Regions from separate parts of the Sus scrofa genome. Here regions 2, 3 and 4 are each linked to region 1. Evidence: chromatin contacts called from public HiChIP or PLAC-seq data. All regions are on one chromosome and are shown on one strand. Each heading gives the region's core, a stretch centred on a gene start, on an enhancer-like site or on the middle of the called end of the contact. The rest is flanking DNA. Distances are from core to core; before and after follow the strand shown.

Evidence for each region. HiChIP or PLAC-seq counts read pairs in DNA pulled down with a chosen protein or histone mark.
Region 2: an H3K27ac HiChIP or PLAC-seq map of alveolar macrophages shows a contact between it and region 1. The contact joins the enhancer-like site here to the promoter of UTRN in region 1. A contact is called at or near these places in 3 of 5 promoter capture datasets (fetal liver, fetal skeletal muscle and liver), 4 of 47 Hi-C or Micro-C datasets (alveolar macrophages, omental adipose tissue, skeletal muscle and 1 more) and 2 of 2 datasets of contacts at active chromatin or transcription factors (alveolar macrophages and skeletal muscle).
Region 3: an H3K27ac HiChIP or PLAC-seq map of alveolar macrophages shows a contact between it and region 1. The contact joins the enhancer-like site here to the promoter of UTRN in region 1. A contact is called at or near these places in 2 of 5 promoter capture datasets (fetal liver and liver), 12 of 47 Hi-C or Micro-C datasets (embryonic fibroblasts, heart right ventricle, liver and 5 more) and 2 of 2 datasets of contacts at active chromatin or transcription factors (alveolar macrophages and skeletal muscle).
Region 4: a contact with region 1 is called in an H3K27ac HiChIP or PLAC-seq map of skeletal muscle. The contact joins the enhancer-like site here to the promoter of UTRN in region 1. A contact is called at or near these places in 1 of 5 promoter capture datasets (liver), 7 of 47 Hi-C or Micro-C datasets (adipocytes, heart right ventricle, liver and 3 more) and 2 of 2 datasets of contacts at active chromatin or transcription factors (alveolar macrophages and skeletal muscle).

Annotation. Positions count from the first base shown.
Region 1 is chr1:21,045,950-21,050,333 of Sscrofa11.1, forward strand. It overlaps UTRN (utrophin), which reads right to left and starts at 1,978. Exons shown (of 75, transcript XM_021072273.1): 1 at 1,780-1,978.
Region 2 is chr1:20,922,794-20,927,177 of Sscrofa11.1, forward strand. The region is part of intron 3 of UTRN (utrophin); the gene reads right to left. Among named protein-coding and RNA genes, the nearest start is that of UTRN, 120 kb to the right of the region's middle. Within about 2 kb of position 1,943, at least 18 of the 83 cell types and tissues checked have an H3K27ac peak or open chromatin away from gene starts, as enhancers often do. A contact at or near this core is called in alveolar macrophages, omental adipose tissue and subcutaneous adipose tissue, where this site is marked.
Region 3 is chr1:21,126,112-21,130,495 of Sscrofa11.1, forward strand. It overlaps STX11 (syntaxin-11), which reads right to left. Exons shown (of 2, transcript XM_021087115.1): 2 at 1,760-3,769. The coding sequence ends at 2,901. Among named protein-coding and RNA genes, the nearest start is that of TRNAL-UAA, 15 kb to the left of the region's middle. Within about 2 kb of position 2,595, at least 6 of the 83 cell types and tissues checked have an H3K27ac peak or open chromatin away from gene starts, as enhancers often do. A contact at or near this core is called in alveolar macrophages, where this site is marked.
Region 4 is chr1:20,977,132-20,981,515 of Sscrofa11.1, forward strand. All of the region lies in intron 2 of UTRN (utrophin), which reads right to left. Among named protein-coding and RNA genes, the nearest start is that of UTRN, 69 kb to the right of the region's middle. Within about 2 kb of position 2,265, at least 19 of the 83 cell types and tissues checked have an H3K27ac peak or open chromatin away from gene starts, as enhancers often do. A contact at or near this core is called in retroperitoneal adipose tissue, where this site is marked.

The DNA.
Region 1 (4,384 bases), core at 728-3,227:
TGGTCTTAGCCCAGAGTCTTCACATTAACGATTTTCAAAGACTTTTCCCAATTCAGAAAAGAGAAAAGTAAATAGTTCACAAAGAACTTTAACTTGCATATTAGCATTCCTTCATCATAATATTTTGCCACTCCTTAAGATAATATCTCAAATCTTCTCTTCTTGAGAACCAGAATCCTTTAAACATGGCAAAAATGTTGCAATGATATAGCAGAAAGGAAAGCAGAAGACAAATCCGAAGACAAGGAAAAAAGGAAAGGCAGGAGAATCCCAGATGACCATTTCAACAATGACAGTCACCAACTGCCACTTGTTGCCACTCATGGGCAGGGGTTTCCAAGTCCAGTAACATATGCAGTAATTCACTGGTGGTTGTCAGGAGAGGATCAAAGTTTCACCACTGACAATGTGCCTCTGTGGGACCCTCCCCTTCCACATCTCTAGTGGGGAAGCAAAGCCATCTTCCACACCAAGCTAGGTGAGAAAGTGAACAAGTGAATGGGATGCTGCTTTACAAGCTTTAAGCCCTTTACAATTGTAATTTATTGTTACCTCTGCTCTAGGTTCTGTTGCCTCATCATCATGTTCTGCCAAGTTTAGGCAGCTCTTTCACCCTGAAACCAAGGCCCTCACTCTATATTCACCAACTCTTTCTTGCTATCACGTGGACCACGAGTGTGTGGCAATAAACCTGGGTTGAAAGTCTGGGCCTTAGAGGCAAAACTCATGTTTTAATTTTTACATTACAAAGTGTCAGGACACAAATACGTTTAACGACGTGCAGTTATGATGGAAATACGTTGTAGGTCCTTGGGCAGAAACTATTCATTCACTTACACTAGGAACCAAAGCCTAAGAATGCTAGAGACAGTGAAAAGAGAAGCCCGGGAGGGCAGAGTTTGCCGCTCCGCCTGAAACTTGGTAAAAGACACCGCCCAGTGCCAAGAACTGCCATTCATTCTCGGAAGCGCTCCAAGGGAAGATTAATATTATTGTGATTAATGCTGTTTACAGGGGCAATCAATTTTAGGTAAACACCTGGAGGAGAGGTAAAACGCTGTCTCATCGCTTCCAGAAAAGCGAACCCCGGGGGCGGGGAATGACTCCGCGGAAACCAGGGCCCTCGCCAGCCGGGTTCCCTGCAAGCCGAAGCACCCAGGAGCTTCGCATTCCTGCAGCTCTCGCCTGACTCGTGGCGCTCTCAGCAGGCTGCGTCCCCCGGGCCCAGGAGCAACCAGCCCGCAGGGGTCCACCCGACTTCCTGAGGCCCCTCCAAGTTACAAAGGAATGGATGCGGCTGCTACCCGGGGTCCCAGAGGCCGCGAGCTCCCGCCCGAACCCCGGGAATCGGGGCCTCCCCGAACTCGGTTCACGCCGGCCAAGGCAACTGACCCTCCCAGAGCGGAGTTGCCTGGAGAACCGACCCGCGAGGCCCTGGTGAACCAGGTGACCTGGAGGGTGGTAAAGAGGAGGTTCTCTTCGGGGCATCCCAGAGAGCCGGGCAGTTAGACCCAGGTTAGACCCGACCTGCCCAGTTCGGTGTAAAACAAAATGCAGGTCCCCTAGCTCTTGGAAGTCGAGCACGTTTTCGCCTCCCCTTGAAACAACCCAGGAACGAGTTCCTGTCGTAATCTGGGGCTTGGTTGGGGGGCGGGGGGAGATTCACTTTTAACACTTCTAAAACTTGCACAGCCTATAACATTAGTGTTGGTTTTTAAATGGTTCTGGGGTAACCAGAGCCTCGGACCCGAAGCCACACAGGGCCATTGATTACCTTACCAGTTGCAGCAAGAGATGCCACGGATCCTGAAAACCCGAAGAGGCGACCGCGCAGGACTATGCACCGACAGAGCGCCCCTCGTCCCCCTCTCCAAAGCCCCACCCTCGGGAGCAGCAACGGCCCGGAGGCCAAGCACGTTTCCTGCCAGGCCGATGGCTGGGAACCTTTCCCCACCCTGTCCTTGCGGACACCTCTGGGGCCCCGCCTTCCCGGGGCTGGGGTGTGTGTGACAGGCCCTCCTAGGAAGCCACGTCCCCTCTTGGAGATCACTGGCCCAGCGCACTGGAAGGCGCGACCCTCTCACTCCCGCCAGCAGGAAGGCTGGGGGAGTCCAGAGGCAGCCCAGAACCAGTCGGAGGAGTTTGGGTCGTTTGCTACTACACGGATTCCGAGGACTTCTTCGCCCGAGCTCTCTCCACGTTTCTGGCATTCTCTGTCTCGCCACGGGGAGCTGAACTGAGGTTCCAAGGAAAGTGCACGCCAAAGTTGGTTACTTCTTCTTCAGCCTAGAAAAGGAGCTCGGGACTCTGATCCTGGGCCGAGGAACCGCAGAAAAGTCCATCCTCCTCGCAGCCTATGCCCCATTTCCCTAGGGCTGTGGTCATATTAACCGGCCCCAGGCTCAATAATGCATGGGCTTACCTGCTCCCGGGACCCGCGGGCCCGCCTCGCCTGCCAGCCGCCGCCGCCGCCTTCACGTCCGGAGCTAGCCAAGGGCTCCTCTGCTGGGCTTGGGGCGTAGTAATCGCGGGGGTGTGTACAAGCGGGAGCTTTTGTGGTTCGAAGTTTTTTTAAAAGGAAATGTGGAAAACCAGACAAGATCCGAAGAGGGGGAAAAAAATTTTTTTGACACCCGCCTGAAAACGCCCCTAACTTGTGCAATCTTCCTGCCCCGTAGTTCCGCCAAAAACAAAAACAAAACAGTCGGAGTGCAAACCTGGAACGGGAGCGCAGGCACCAAATTTGCCAAACACTAGAGTTTTCCGTCTGCAGAAATGACCCAAAAGAAAGGGGGGCACAGTTCCCCGTGATTCCCCAATCGGCTTCGGGAGCTGGAGGCTCCTCCTCGCCCCTCGGCGGGAGAAAGCCCGCGGCAGGCGGCGGCTGCCCGCTCCCCTCCTCCGAGGAAAGGCGACTCCACAACTTTGTGCGCGAGCCGCTCGCTCCTCCAGCTCCTCCTCCTTCTCCCCCCGCCGCGGGCCTGCCCCTTTGTTGGAGCGCGGAGAGGAGCGCAGGAGGCGGAGGAGGGAGGGTGGGGAGCCGGGCCGCCCGGGCGCGCGCTGCCTTCCCCTGGGAGCCGGCTCGCGTCCAGGCACCCGGGGTTCGCTCGCCCCGAGGAGGAGGTGGCCCAGCGGGTCCGGCCCGGCGGCCGGCCGGCCCAGCACTCCCACTCCCTCTCGGCTCTCCCTCCTCGCCGCCGCCGCCGTCGCCGGGCCGGCAACTTTGTTCCGAGAGACCAGGTCCTCTCGACTCCGGTTCGGCCCCGGCCCGACCCAGGCGGCCACGGCAGGCAGGGCTCCGGGAACGTGGCGCCCGGGATCACCTGACCGCGCGCGCGGTCAGTCAGCGTCCGCCCAGCGCGCCCTCCCCGCCGGCTGTAGCCCGGCTGGCGCTCGGCTGGCCTGCGGCGGCGCGCCCGGCTCCGCTCCCGAGCGGACTGCGTGCCGAGAGCCCGCAGCTGGCATGGATGCCTCGCTCTGACATGATCCCCTTTATTCAGATTATCCAAAAATGTGAGTCACACCCCCGCCAGGCAAACCTGGCCTCCAGTTAGGGTGGATTTCTTTTCTCCCTTAAGAGATGAATCTTCATTTGCCCCTCCACTCACCCCATCTCAGTGTGCTGACGTTGCTGGATTTCTAATTCCAAGGGTATATTTATTTTATATAATTTTCTTGGTGTCGTTTTTAATGTGAAGAAAAACGACATTTCGTTTTACATTCGTTCATACTGACAAGAGAGTGTTTGGGCTGACTTTATTTTTCTATTTTTTCAATATACGTGCAAACACATCTCAGAGTTTCAAGGCTGAGGTGTGGGTCAAAATAATACGTAGGACGAAATGAGTGCTGCTGTATGTGCATTTTTATTATTTACATACTTCGTTCCTGATGTGTTTCTATGATTCTTTTACGTGACCATCACGTAAAATGGGAGGCGAGGGAAATCAGCAACCTAAATTCCTAGTTTGTATAAAGAATGAGGAAAGGACAATTGATAAAGGAGCTCTGGCTTATTGCTGGTTTAACATTTGAGAGTTAATTTACCGGTTAGTAAAAATAAAGCAGTAGGGGCCTTACACATAATTTTTCAGAAAGAACTCACTAGTCTTTTATGAGTTATAAAGTGAAAGATTCCTCATTCCATTAGAGGACTTTAGAAAGATACTGTTCCTTATAAAGTCTCTAGCTTAGCTTCCTTCCTTTGGGAGGATTTTCTTCTCACAAGCCAGATAAAGTCCAGAGGCTTTGTGGGAAATGGGTACATTTATTCATCCACTTTCATTCATTTATTCATTTTACAAACACCAATTGGGGGCTTGCCAGGTCTGCTGGCACTGTGAATGATGCAAAGATAAACCTGACAGAGATCTTGCCTTAAAGA
Region 2 (4,384 bases), core at 693-3,192, 120 kb before region 1:
GGGAGCAGCCCAAGAAATAGCAAAAAGACAAAAAAAATAAAATAAATAAACAAAACAAAAAAAAAAACCAAAACTGATTCAGCCTGACAGTTAAACTCTGATTTAGATTTTTAATTCTTTGCAAAGACCCATTTGCAGAAACTTTTCAAAGAGAGAATATACAGTTTAATAATTCAATTGGACTAATATCTGGTCAATACCTCCTTTGTGCCTGGCCCTGCAGAAATACCAAGCTCAGGTCACCCTCCCCATTTACAAGCGAGGGTTTCCATAGTTTTCCAACAAACACAAAATAGTACAAGTGGGATTTCCCCTCGTGGCGCAGTGGAAACCAATCCGACTAGGAACCATGAGGTTGTGAGTTCAATCCCTGGCCTTGCTCAGTGGGTTAAGGATCTGGCATTGCCGTGCACTGTGGTGTAGGTCACAGATGTGGCTCGGATCCTGTGTTGCTGTGGATGTGGTGTAGGCTGCCAGCTGCAGCTCCGATTCGACCCCTAGCCTGGGAACCTCCACAGGCTGTGGGAAGCAGCCATAGAAAAGGCAAAAAGACAAAAAATAAATAAATAAATAAGTAAATAAAATGTCAGAAGACAGAAGCAAACAGTCTCACAATGCAGGATAAGCCAGGGTCTGTGGGAGGGCAGGGGCTCCAAGGACAGTCACGGACATGTGACAGGACATCTGAATGCAGCGGACCAGACGTAGCCAACAGGCCTGGTGAATCGGCCAGCCTTAGAGGCTAAAAGTGACAGCCAGTACTCAGTTCCAGCCAACGACGGCCATGTGGGAATCCCAGGCCATTGTTGGTAGGACTTCTGGTTTCTCAAAAAGGAGCTGAAAATCTCAATTTATATGTGTCATCTCTCTTTTATTTATTTATTTATTTATTTGGTCTTTTTGCCTTTTCTAGGGCCGCTCCCGAGGCACACAGAGATCCACCGGCCTACGCCACAGCCACAGCAATGCCAGATCGGAGCCCGAGCTGCGTCTGCAACCTACACCACAGCTCACGGTGATCGAACCCGCAACCTCATGGTTCCTAGTCGGATTCATTCACCACTGCGCCACAACGGGAACTCCTATATGCGTAATCTCTTGATGTTTGTAATTTCCCAAAACGTTATGCCATATAAACAAATCTCGTCTACAGGCAGACTGAATCCTTGGGCGGGCGACTGACCAACAATCTCCCCCCAGGGCATAACCACAGACAGGTGACACACAGGATCAGTCAACCGTGAGTCCTGTGAGGAAGTGATAAAATGTGAAACAGTTACACACACACACCACACACCACAACACCATCCACAGGTCCACAGGCTAGGGATTCTGATTGATTGCACAACACGCGCAGAGTCATCGTACTTACTCAGACCAAAAAACAAAGGAGTCATACCAGATTCCTTTCCTTTCCCGCGCTCCCCACCCCCACGAATCCATAACAACCCTGTCATTTCTACCTCCAAATATGCATTCCAAAGGTGACCACCTCCCTCGCCTCTTCTGCACAAGAGTCAGAGTAACTCTACTTTTAGGGTGCAGATCACATCGTGTCACATCTCTGCTTTAACCTGATGGACTCCCACCATAGGCAAATACAACCCAAATTCCAAGTAAGAGACCCTATATGATCGGGTCTCTACCCGCTAATGGAATAATCTAATACTGTATTACTATTTCTCTTTTCAATACATGAAAATCACAATTATTTCCACCATAGGTCAAGTTTTCCAGCAACACTAGTAACAGAAAAAAATCTGTAAAAGATTGAATAAGAAAGTAAAATTTAGGAAGTGCCGTCTGGAGTTCTGCAAAGGGTGAAACGCTAATGATGCTTTGTAGCTACAACAAACAAACCAGAGGCAGAACTGGGACTTGGATCTGGGGCTCAGAAGATTGCCTCCTCTCTGGGTGGGGCTATGCTGACCTTGACACGTGAGGGATGACAAAGGCAGTCTCTGCCTTGACAACACTCAGAATTAAATAGAGGTAAATAAAACCAGGACCAACACAGCACGGGGAGCACATCAAAAGGACTTAAGAACTAGCTTGATTCTGCCGAATGTGTACCAAGTAACAAAAACAGAACAGAGACAGATTCTATCCTGTGAGTTACGGATCCCATTATAAATAATCAAGGTGTAACTGTATATAAGAAGAGTGAAAAGATAACAGTTTTTAAATGCTTTCATCACTAACATGACTGATGATAGTATCTTACAAATAATAAATTTGAGCCCTTTGACAGTATTTGATTATTCTATTATTTATACCCATCTATTTTCAAAACAGGATCTGAAGCAGTCTATTCAATTCAGTTCCTATCCCCACTGTTTACAGCGTGTGTATCTGTGTGGGTGTATCATACGTGTGGATATATATGGCATTATTTATATATACAGTATATACAGTATCTACCATACTGTTTTTTTGCATTCTTTTCAGGTCAATCTGATGTCTCTGATCAATTTGAAAATGATGCTCCCACATCTAATAACATATAGTCAGTTTTATTGCTTTCTCTCTCTCTCTCTCTCTTTTTTTTTTTTTTTTCCTTTTTTTGGCTGCACCTCAGCTTGTGGAGTTCCTGGGCCATGGTGAGATCCGAACTGCAGTTGCAATCTATGCTCCAGCTGTGGCAATGCAAGATCCTCTAACCCAGTGTGCCACGCTGGAGACCAAACCTGCATCCTGGCACTCCAGAGACATCACCAATCCCACCGCACCACCGCGGCAACTCCTTGAGTGATTATTTTTTGCAAGGAGTTAGTTATTTTTAAAACTCAAAAAGAAGCACATGATTTAATACTTCTTTTAATATTTTAAATTCCAGAGTCTTTCATTTAGAAATCGCAAATCTCAGCATTAAAACAAAATGTAGCTCTTGTAATTCTTATTTTCTTAAAAATCAATAGTGCATAAGTGAACACTAAGTATAATGCCATTTTGGTTAATAATAATATGTTTATGTGTAAATGGAGTTAAGTATTTTACAACAAAAATTTACTTTTTTCTTTTGATAGGATTAAAAGTGGCTAGGAGTTCCCATCGTGGCTCAGTGGTTAACGAATCCGACTAGGAACCATGAGGTTGCGGGTTCCATCCTTGGCCTTGCTCAGTGGGTTAAGGATCCTGCATCACCATGAGCTGTGGTGTAGGTTGCAGACACAGCTCGCATCTGGCGTTGCTGTGCTCTGATTAGACCCCTAGCCTGGGACTCTCCATATGCTGCGGGAGTGGCCCAAAAAACAGCAAAAAGACAAAAAAAAAAAAAAAGTGGCTAAAAATCTCTTTAAATTTCTTCTATTATCTATTTTTTCTAATGTGTATTATTATATAAAACAAATACAGGTTGTCTAAAACTAAGCAAACCAATAATATGAGGTTCATTATAATTTTAAGCGTGTAGCCTAATGGATGAAATGAAGAGTGAGTGATCTTCAATGTCTATTCAATTTAATTCAACCCCACGGTGAGTGAAAGTAGCATGGTTTTTGACTAAAGAGACAAAAAGTAAAACAAGTGCAATGAAATGCCCGAAGAGGTTATTCAACACCTGGACAAAAGAAAACCAGCAAAATGTGTCACGGTCACTGAAAGAATTAGTGAGTGCGTGGCTCGGCCATTCTCTTTAAGAATTCATGGTGGTCAGCAACAAGTTCTTAAGTATTGAACAAGCATTCCATTTAGAGGCTTGTTTGGAAGGAAGGAGGGAGGGAAAGGAAGAAGAGAGGGATCCTGGAGAAGCAGATGCTCCAGAAATCATCCTCACTTTAACTACAGAGCAGTGATTTACGCAGTGTTCACAGTAGCATCACAGCAATGAACGTGCATCGACCTAAGAAATTACAAAAAAATATGAAACACAAGCTATCACGCAGTACCTTTCAGAGAATCCAAAGTCATATAGCCCGTAACAGAATTTTCACTTCGCTTTTGGTAAGCAAAGTAACTGAGATCATGCTGAGGTAACTGGGATGATAAGGAACCATCTGTGGGCTCACACACCTGGTGGCCAGTGGCAGGGCCACCTGCACACGGCATGGACAAATTACCAGGTGAGGTCTGCAGGCTGAAGAAACCCTGACTCCATATGTCTCCCAGGCAAGGTCTGCAGATCAACACAATAAACAATGCAGCTCATGCCACACAGGCACAGCTGGCAGAGCAGTGGCAGTGTTTGAAGAGTGCAGTCCCTCAAAAGATAGGCTTCCATGGGAAAAGGGTGAGGCATTAGTTAAGGCACTGATAATGATAATGGGAAGTCAAAGAAAATATTTTCTCTGTTTAATAAAGGAGAGGCAGCTGCCATGCCCTTCCTTCTCCTTAGGGTGTCTCCTTAAAAACACACTAGGCCCAATTTTTTGGTCAAGAATTGGAT
Region 3 (4,384 bases), core at 1,345-3,844, 81 kb after region 1:
TCAGGGAACTTCTTTATTCTATTAAAGACAATTTTTTTTTTCTTTTTAGGGCTGCACCTGCAACATATGGAAGTTCCCAGGCTAGGGGTCAAATCGGACCTGTAGCTGCCAGCCTTTGCCACAGCCACAACAACTTGGGATCCAAGTGCAACTTCAACCTACACCACAGCTCAAGGTAATGCCGGACCCCTGACCCACTGAGCGAGGCCAGGGATCAAACAAACATCCTGACATGGATACTAGTCAGATTCATTTCTGCTGCACCACAATGGGAACTCCTATTTTATTAAAGACTATTAACAGAAAAATAAGTATTTATTTTTCCTCAGAAGTTGATAACTCTTTTTTTTTTTTTTTGGTCTTTTTGCCTTTTCTAGGGCCACACCTGCAGCATATGGAGGTTCCCAGACTAGGGATCCAATTGGAGCTGTAGTTGTCAGCCTTTGCCATAGACACAGCAATGCAGGATCTGAGCCGCATCTGCAACCTACACCACAGCTCACAGCAATGCCAGATCCTTAACCCACTGAGCAAGGCCAGGGATCGAACCCACAACCTCATGGTTCCTGGTTGGATTTGTTAACCACTGAGCCATGATGGGAACTCCAGAAGTTAATGATTCTTAAAGTTAAGAGCAACCCTTTCAGTCTACAAGAGAGTTATGCAATAATGAACATAGCACTGAGCATGTGCCAGGCACTGTCTTAAGTGTTTTTACATAGTCATTTACTTCTTACAACTCTATGAGATGAGTCCTGTTATAACCATTTTACAGATGAGGAAACTGAGGTGCAGAGAGGTTAAATAATGCCCTCAAGTCATACAGCTATACGGCAAAGTCATGATTTAAACCCAGAGAGTAGGGTCTGATTTTGTGTTCTTAATTGCTATGCCACACCTGATAGTTACTAAAAAGCAGGAAGAAAAATTCTTGCCTTTTCATAGCCAACAGTTCACTAATTCTGGTATATTAAAGTTTTTACCTAATTCTCCAATGAGAAATGTGGGCAATTAAAAAATACACAGAGCCAGCAAACTCTTTGACTTTTATGAATGGCTCTAAATGCAGAAAATGCTTTATGGGTTGAATTCATCAACTATTCTCTTTTGTGGAAACTAGCTGATGGACTATATTTACAAAATCTCTTGCCTCTTATCAAAGACAGAGCAATGAATCTGTTTGAAGATTTTTTTTTAGAGAAAGGGAATTAAGTCAAAGGTGAAACACATCTCTGGAATTAGCTGAGAAAGAAATGAGAGAAATCTGAGAAAAGCCTAGTGGGACTTGGTTTCCACAATTCTCATATTTAACCATGAAATTAAAATTAGGAGCAGGGCTAGATTTCACAGTCATAAGCAGGCTAGTCAGTGAGTTCCAAAGAGTTCACATACTCTTCTTTCTATTTCTATTAAAGTTTCACTGTCTGAAAACTCTGGGAATAACGACCATTGAATAAACTCTCGTTTATTAAATAGCGAGTGGAAAGAGTTAAGAGTTGACTTAAAGACAGAAAACATGGTAAATGTGAGTCAGGGCATTACAAAGTTTGCAAACAAAACCAGATCTCCAAAACAGGATGATTTTGTTAAACTATTGTAAATAACTCAGGAGAGAAAGCAACACACCCCCATGTGAATTAATTTTCATTTCCCCCCTCTATTCAGAGTTTCATCCAGATGTTGCAACCTCAGGCAGCTAGTAGACAATAATTGAAAAAGTAGACTAAGATTTAAATGGTCAAGACACAAATGCATAAAAAAGGATGTTTATAATGTGTTTATTCCACTAACTTGAAAAACAGGATTCTTTTATTTTAAATTACCACATTTGAATGCATGAAAGGAATGGGCCACAGTAAAACAAAAGTAATTACTTTTAAGACCATTTTTATTATCTCTAGTTTTGTATGCATTTTCAGAATTTTATCTGTCTTTATCACCATAACCAAGACAGAGATGTTCAAAACCAAGTTTTGACCCAAACTGGACTACTGAGATGCAGATGAAACAAGCAAATCAACACTAATAACCAGTAAAAATATTTTCCTGGATATTTATATACCATATTTACAAAAGTAAAGTTAAACCAATTGGTATTATGTACATGCATTAGTAAATATTTGTACTTTACATTTATATATATATGCATTTGTAAAAATCAAGTAAAAAGAAATTTTAAATTATTTTTATTTATGAAAAATATATATAATGTGACATACAAACTTTAATTTGAGTGCTTGTTCAATACTCAGTGCTTAAAAACATTTGGAAAAAAATCTCCAAATATATTCTGATAGAATATAAAGAGTTGAGGAAACAGTGATACTTGTGATTTAAACAAGTAGAGGAGGTGAGCAGAAAGAAGATACACATCCATGTGGGAATCACATAGCATAAACCAGATAAAGAGTAAGAAAAGGAAGATGTGCAGTTTTTCCCAAGGTCAATTTCACTCGAAAATGAATAGAACCAAGGTACTTTCAGGACAGGGTAAATGAATTGAAGTTTTAATAACCAGTCCTTACACAATGGGCTGATGCACAATTTGACTTCCTCCTAGAGGTTCATGAGCAAACGTGCCTTGGACATTTACCGTAGAGTACACTACAATGTCAGTTCCTCATTTGGCTTCCGTTAAGAGGCGAGGGTGTTTATGTGCCATATAATGATCTCACAAAATTTCAGGAGGTATCTGTCCTTACTGAAGAAACAATGGGGTGACATGTACCCTCTTTCCAAGTTCGAGCTGGGCTGGAATTCTTGGACCTTGAGTGTTTTCTTTCTCTAAAGAGCGAGGTCCATAGGCATTAGAGCAACTCATCCCAGTGCAAATGGCCTCAACATCTTTCCCAGGGTGCTTACTAGCCCTTTCAGGTCTGGGATCAGGTGTTGCAGGCCTGCTAGTTCAGGCAGGGGCAGCAGAAGCAGCAGATGGTCCGGCAGGGATTCTTCTTTTTGTACTGCACCGCCTTGCGCACCTGCACCTTGGCCTGGCCGGTGTAGTCAAGGGTCTTCTGCACGTTGAACTCGATGACGTCCAAGGTGTCAGCCTGCTGCTCCACCAGCATGGCCATCTGCAGGAAGAGGTCATGCAGGTCGCGGATGCGGCTCTCCAGCCGCAGCATCTCGCGGTGGCGGTTCTCGATCTCATTGAGGGCCGCCCGCGCGCCCTTCACATCAGCCAGCAGGTTCTCGGAGAACACGTCCCATTTGCCTTGTTCGAACATGTCCTCTATCTGGTTGCTCGAGACATCCTTGCCCATGATCTCCAGCTGGCGCTGGATGCGGATCTTACAGTTTTCGCGCTGCTTCATCTCGGCCTGGTTGTACTCGTGCATGGCAGCCTGGAAGGTGCGGGCGAGCGCGCTGTACTGCGCCTGCGCGATGCGCGCCACAGCCGAGTGCTCACCGTGCTTTGCCTGCGCCTCCTCGCTCAGCGCCTTCATGGCGCTCAGCTTGCGGTGGATGCTCTCACCCCGGGCCTTGATGTCCTTGGCAATCGAGTTGGTGTCACGCTTGATGCTGCTGAGACGCCGCATGGACGTGAGGAAGCGGGCGTTCTGCTTTCCCAGCCGCTTCACGTCAGTAAACAGCTGCTGGTTTTCATCCTGAAGCTCCTGGATGTCTCGGTACAAGGATTCCAGGATGTGGTCCGTCTCAAACACGATGTCCTCGTGAGGTGAGTCAAAGTCATCGTCCTTTTCTGGGAACTGCTGGTCATAGTGCTTGGTTAACTCCAAAAGTTCTACTAGCCGGTCCTTCATTTTGCCTGCAAGTAGAGATACTGAGGTTAAATTCCTCTAGGGAGAGTCAAATATTTTGCGTTGAGGGAATTGAAGATTAAAATAAACATTCTGCTTACTGCTTAGCACTCCAGATTCTTTACTCTTGGGTATAGGTAATAAACGCGGTAAAGGAGTTAAATGTCCCATGACATTTTTCTTATGAGTATAAAGGACTAATGTGACTAAGAGTCATGAACACATTTGTATTTTACAGCTGGTAGGTAGGAATCTGCAGTTCAATAGTAGAGGTGCCCAGAATACAATCAGCAATTTCAAATTTTAGAGTGCTTTGGGAACCCAACTCTTTTTCTTCCTTTACATGCTTCATAATCGCAAATCAAAACACATCAGCGAAAGGAAAAATAAGAAGAGAAGACTGGCAAAGATAATGATTGTTGAATATGGACAGCCAATTTACAAGGCTTTGGGGCCAACTCTAAGTGTTATCTATCTATTCTGTGTCTATTTCAGCACCAGTCCTTGATCTGGTACATCCTCAGTTCTATGCATCAAAACAGTTCTTTTAAAAATGATATAAATCATGGTTTATTTTTCCTCTTAAAAATTTAATAAATATAAAACATGGTTAATGTAAACAA
Region 4 (4,384 bases), core at 1,015-3,514, 69 kb before region 1:
AGGGCAGATGAGCCTAACTCAGGTCACTTCGGGGTCAGAGGAAGGGGCTTTGCTTTTCTGAACTCAGTTGCAGACAAAATATGCAAAGAGGATTCCAGAGCCTGACTGGATGCTGCCTCCCCAAACCATCCTGCCCCCTCTAACTTGGGCAGTCATCTCACTGGAAAAGCTTTTTCACATGCTAAAGGTTTTCTCAATTTTTGCCTACCTGAGTAGCAAAATATTTGTCATACTGACCCAGGTTGCTTGGTTTTGAGATTTCTTTGCTCTTTATTATTTGTTTGTTGTTTGTTTCCTCTATAATTAGCCTGCCAATAGGCATATCTCCTGATTGTCATATGTCCATTTTCAGCAGCACTCAGGCCCCTACCCTTCAAATTTACTGGCCTACACCTCAAAACTGAAGACCTAGGCCTAAAGAAAACAGTCACCAAAATGAGGGCCTAAGGCACTTTACTGGTGTCTGCACACTGCACACATATGCAAATGTCCCTCATAATCTATGCGAGTCTGCAGGGCATACAGTGGTCCTGGGCTGCCAGTGAGCAGAATCATATAGTTTAAAACCTAATTAAAAAAAAAAACAAAACCCTGGGAGTTCCAGGCGTGGCTCAGCAGTTAACGAACCAGCTAGTATCCATGAGGACTTGGGTTTGATCCCTGGCCTTGCTCAGTGGGTTAAGGATACAGCGTTGCTATGACTGTGGCGTAGGCTGGCAGTCACAGCTCTGATTTGAACCCCCAGCCTGGGAACATCCATATGCCTCACCCCTAAAAAAAAAAATAAGACAAAAAAAAAAAAAAAAAAATCCCTGGAGTTCTTACTGTGGTGCAACAGGATCAGCAGCATTTCTTCAGTGCCAAGAGGCAGGTTCAATCCCCAGCCCAGCACAGTGGGTCAGTGGGTTAGGGATCCAGCATTGCTACAGCTGCGGCAGAGGTTGCAACTGCAGCTCGGATCTGATCCCTGGCCTGGAACTCCATATGGCACAAGGCGCCCAAAAAAGAAAAAAGGAAAGCAACAACAACATCCCTAGCAACAATGACAGGACCCAGAAAACAGCAGGTCTCCATAAGTATTCTAAATCATTTATTTTTGGCTCTTTTTTTCCTTCTCATTCTTAATCATGTGTGGCAAGAATATAGTTGACAGAAAACTGAGCATCACTTTATGTAAGAAACAAAGATAAGGAGTTCCCTTGTGGCCCAGCAGTTAAGGACTTGAGGTTGTCATTGCTACAGCTCAGGTTCAATCCGGGGCCCAGGATTCTGCATGCCACAGGTACAACAACAACAAACAAACAAAACAAAATGAAAGATGAGAAGTTTCAGAAAATTACAGAGAAATCAATGCTTACTTTCTTCCTAATACAAACCCAATATGATAAGGATTGTTCATCATAAAACACCAGGCAAATATTACCTACTGAATGACTTCCAAATTACGGGAAGCAAATGTCAATTCTTTATTACAGTAATCAACGGGGAGATTTACCTTCAGCACCATTCATTTCTATTTAGAGCTTATTACTTAGAGAAATTCTGCAGCATAAGGCCTAGCAACAAATTCAGTAAATACACAGAATGCAATCTCAAGGACTTTTTAAAATGGTGCTCAGCTTATTCAGCCACAGGCAAAAATCTCATCATAAAACCTACGATTCTTCTTGTAACGGCAGAAGAAATGGGTAGGAAGGAGGGGGATGGATAAGAAGGATCCAGTGGGACCTGGAAGGGAAAATGAGAACTGCAAAATATCCCGAACTTCCCAGCTTAAAATCCATCACTATGAAACCCACTGTAATTTTTTGAATACATAGGAGCAAAGATAGAATGTAATAATTATTCTTAAAGAATTCACATGGGCGGAGATAAAATGTAATTAAGTAGTCATGATTTTTTTTTCCTCCAAATATCTGATACATCACTGCCCCTGGCTAACACACACACAAACTATATTTTTCTTTGGCCTGCAGTAACACTAGTTCTTCAGAGTTTGACAATAAATAAACAACTAACTACACGGCTCTCAGAGTATTATCAGATACCAGGCTGCATGGGTGGTAGGAATTATCAGGAGAAAATGAATTTGATGGGAAAATAAATTTCTTCTGTACAATACAATCAGGAGCCTCTGATACCAGAAAAGGATTTGTTGCCTAAGAGCAGAAGCTAAAAGCACAGAATCCAGGAGTCTAACAAGAAAACAGTCCAGGTCAAAAGCCTGGAGACTCATGCTGGCAGCAGGTTTCTAGCTAGGGGCTGGCTGGGCCAGAAGAAAAGGCTCAGTGTGGGTGTGACAGGAAGAGCTATTTCTCAGAAGGCCAAGTGCACAGTTAGCTATCAGATGAGGCATTTCCATCGATGACATGCAAGTGACCTGGAAGAATCTGTGCAAGATGCCTTTCTTATAACTGCTGTGTAGCCCAGCCTCAAACAGTATCTGGATCAATGGCATTACACCAAAATCAAACATGTTTCCAGACCGTTAGGACAGTTTTCCTCAATTTGGAGAAACAGTCTTCTCTGCAGACTAAATAAAGCTTTTTATATGAGGCACCAAAAGGCAAACAGGTCACCCAGCACAGAATCCTACAGGAGGCTGCGTGCCCTTTCCCTTTGCTTGCCTTGCTTGCTTGCAAACAATAAAAACCTTTCTGAACAAATGAAAGTGAACTTTGAAACCAGCAAAACATTTCAGGCACCCTGCCACAAAGATATTCTCCAAGCAACTGCAGGCCATTTGCTGTCCTGTGTAGCTCTAAATTCCTTGCCACATACTGGATCTGTGGTTAAAGGAGCCCAGTAGAGAATTACAGGTTTGATGCTTTGATGTGAAAAAAATCACTACCAGATCTCGAAAGATGAGAAAAAAACTGGCAAATTTTCGGTATGATGGTGCACGTGGGGCCGCATTTAAGCCAATGTTTTATCTTCACTTAACATCTAAACTGTATTTTTTTCTCCCCTGTTTTAACTTAAAAAGCTCTACTCACATCAACAGCCAGCATTTATTATCATCCTTCCCACAATCTGCCAAGTACTGCACAAGGGTTTTTACATGCATACACCCATGAAGACTTACAACAGCCCCAGTATCCCCATTTTGCAAGAGAGCAAACTGAGACCCAGGATGCAGCATAGCTGGGATTCAAGCCTGAGTCTAAGGCCAGAGCCTCTTTCTGCTAAATGGAACATGTTCCATAAATTACACAGAAAATGGGTTATTCTAAAAATAATACTGGGATTTACCATCCCTATACAAATAAGTTATCAGTACATGAAAATATAATAAAAGAGTGAGTGCACCTAAACAATCACCAGTCTTGAGAACACCTTAGTTACCAGGCTCAGCACAGCTTGGGATAATGACGGCCCTCACAGCCAAAAGAGAAGGAGGAAAAAAAAGAGAGAGTCCAAATCCAAAGACTCAAGCTTCTGTCAGAAACCAAGACTGTCTTCGAAGTTGGAGGTGACCCATCTTAAAACTCAAAATTCAAATTAGTCATTCAAAATCTGCCATTTTGTATTCATTTCCTTCAGAATCAGTAACGATTTCACAGTCAGAGATCCATACAAGAGGAAAAAAAAGGGGGGGGGGGGACAATGTATGAAAAGGCAATTCATTGAAGAATTTGTCCAAAGAGCCAATAAACATGCAGAGAAGTTCAATTTCACACACACACACACACACACAAGTTCAAACAATTCTATACTACTTTTCTTCTCTCTCCTCTTTGTGGATAGCAGTTTAACAGTCAAAGCAAACTTGCCCCCAAAATGACCCAAATGAACACTTTCATTATTTTTAATTTTTTTTAAATGGGAAGTACTGTGACAGGAGGATTTCAGCTTTAGTTTTAAAAAGAAAAACTGTGTTCGTGGGAATTTAGACATAAAGCTATACATTTGTATATACATAGACAAAAGTTTGCTAGGACAGAAAAAATTAGTAACAATGATCACAGAGAGGGAGAAAAACTGATCCTTTTCTACCCTGTATAATTTTTATTCTGCACTGAATTTTTTATGAAGGAGCCTGGTTACTCAAAATTAGATTTAGGATCAAAAGAGTACTACAGTAAAAATGCTTCATCACCTGGAGAGCCACCTCACAGAGAGGGCCATGCTAATTCCCACCGGGCTCACAATCCACATTTCAATACTTTGTGGTTTAGACAGAAAGTTTTTGACCTGTGTTCCTTTAGCCCTGGACTAAAGTTTCACTTCGTCACAATGGCAGGACTGGGCTGTGACTCATCTTCCTCTGCAAAACAATGAAAGTTCTAGTTCAATGGGAAAACACTACTCGAGCTGCCAGTTCACTGAACTGTTCGAATCAAGGTCAAAATATTGGGGCAGGAGCAAGGGAGTCGCTGTGTCC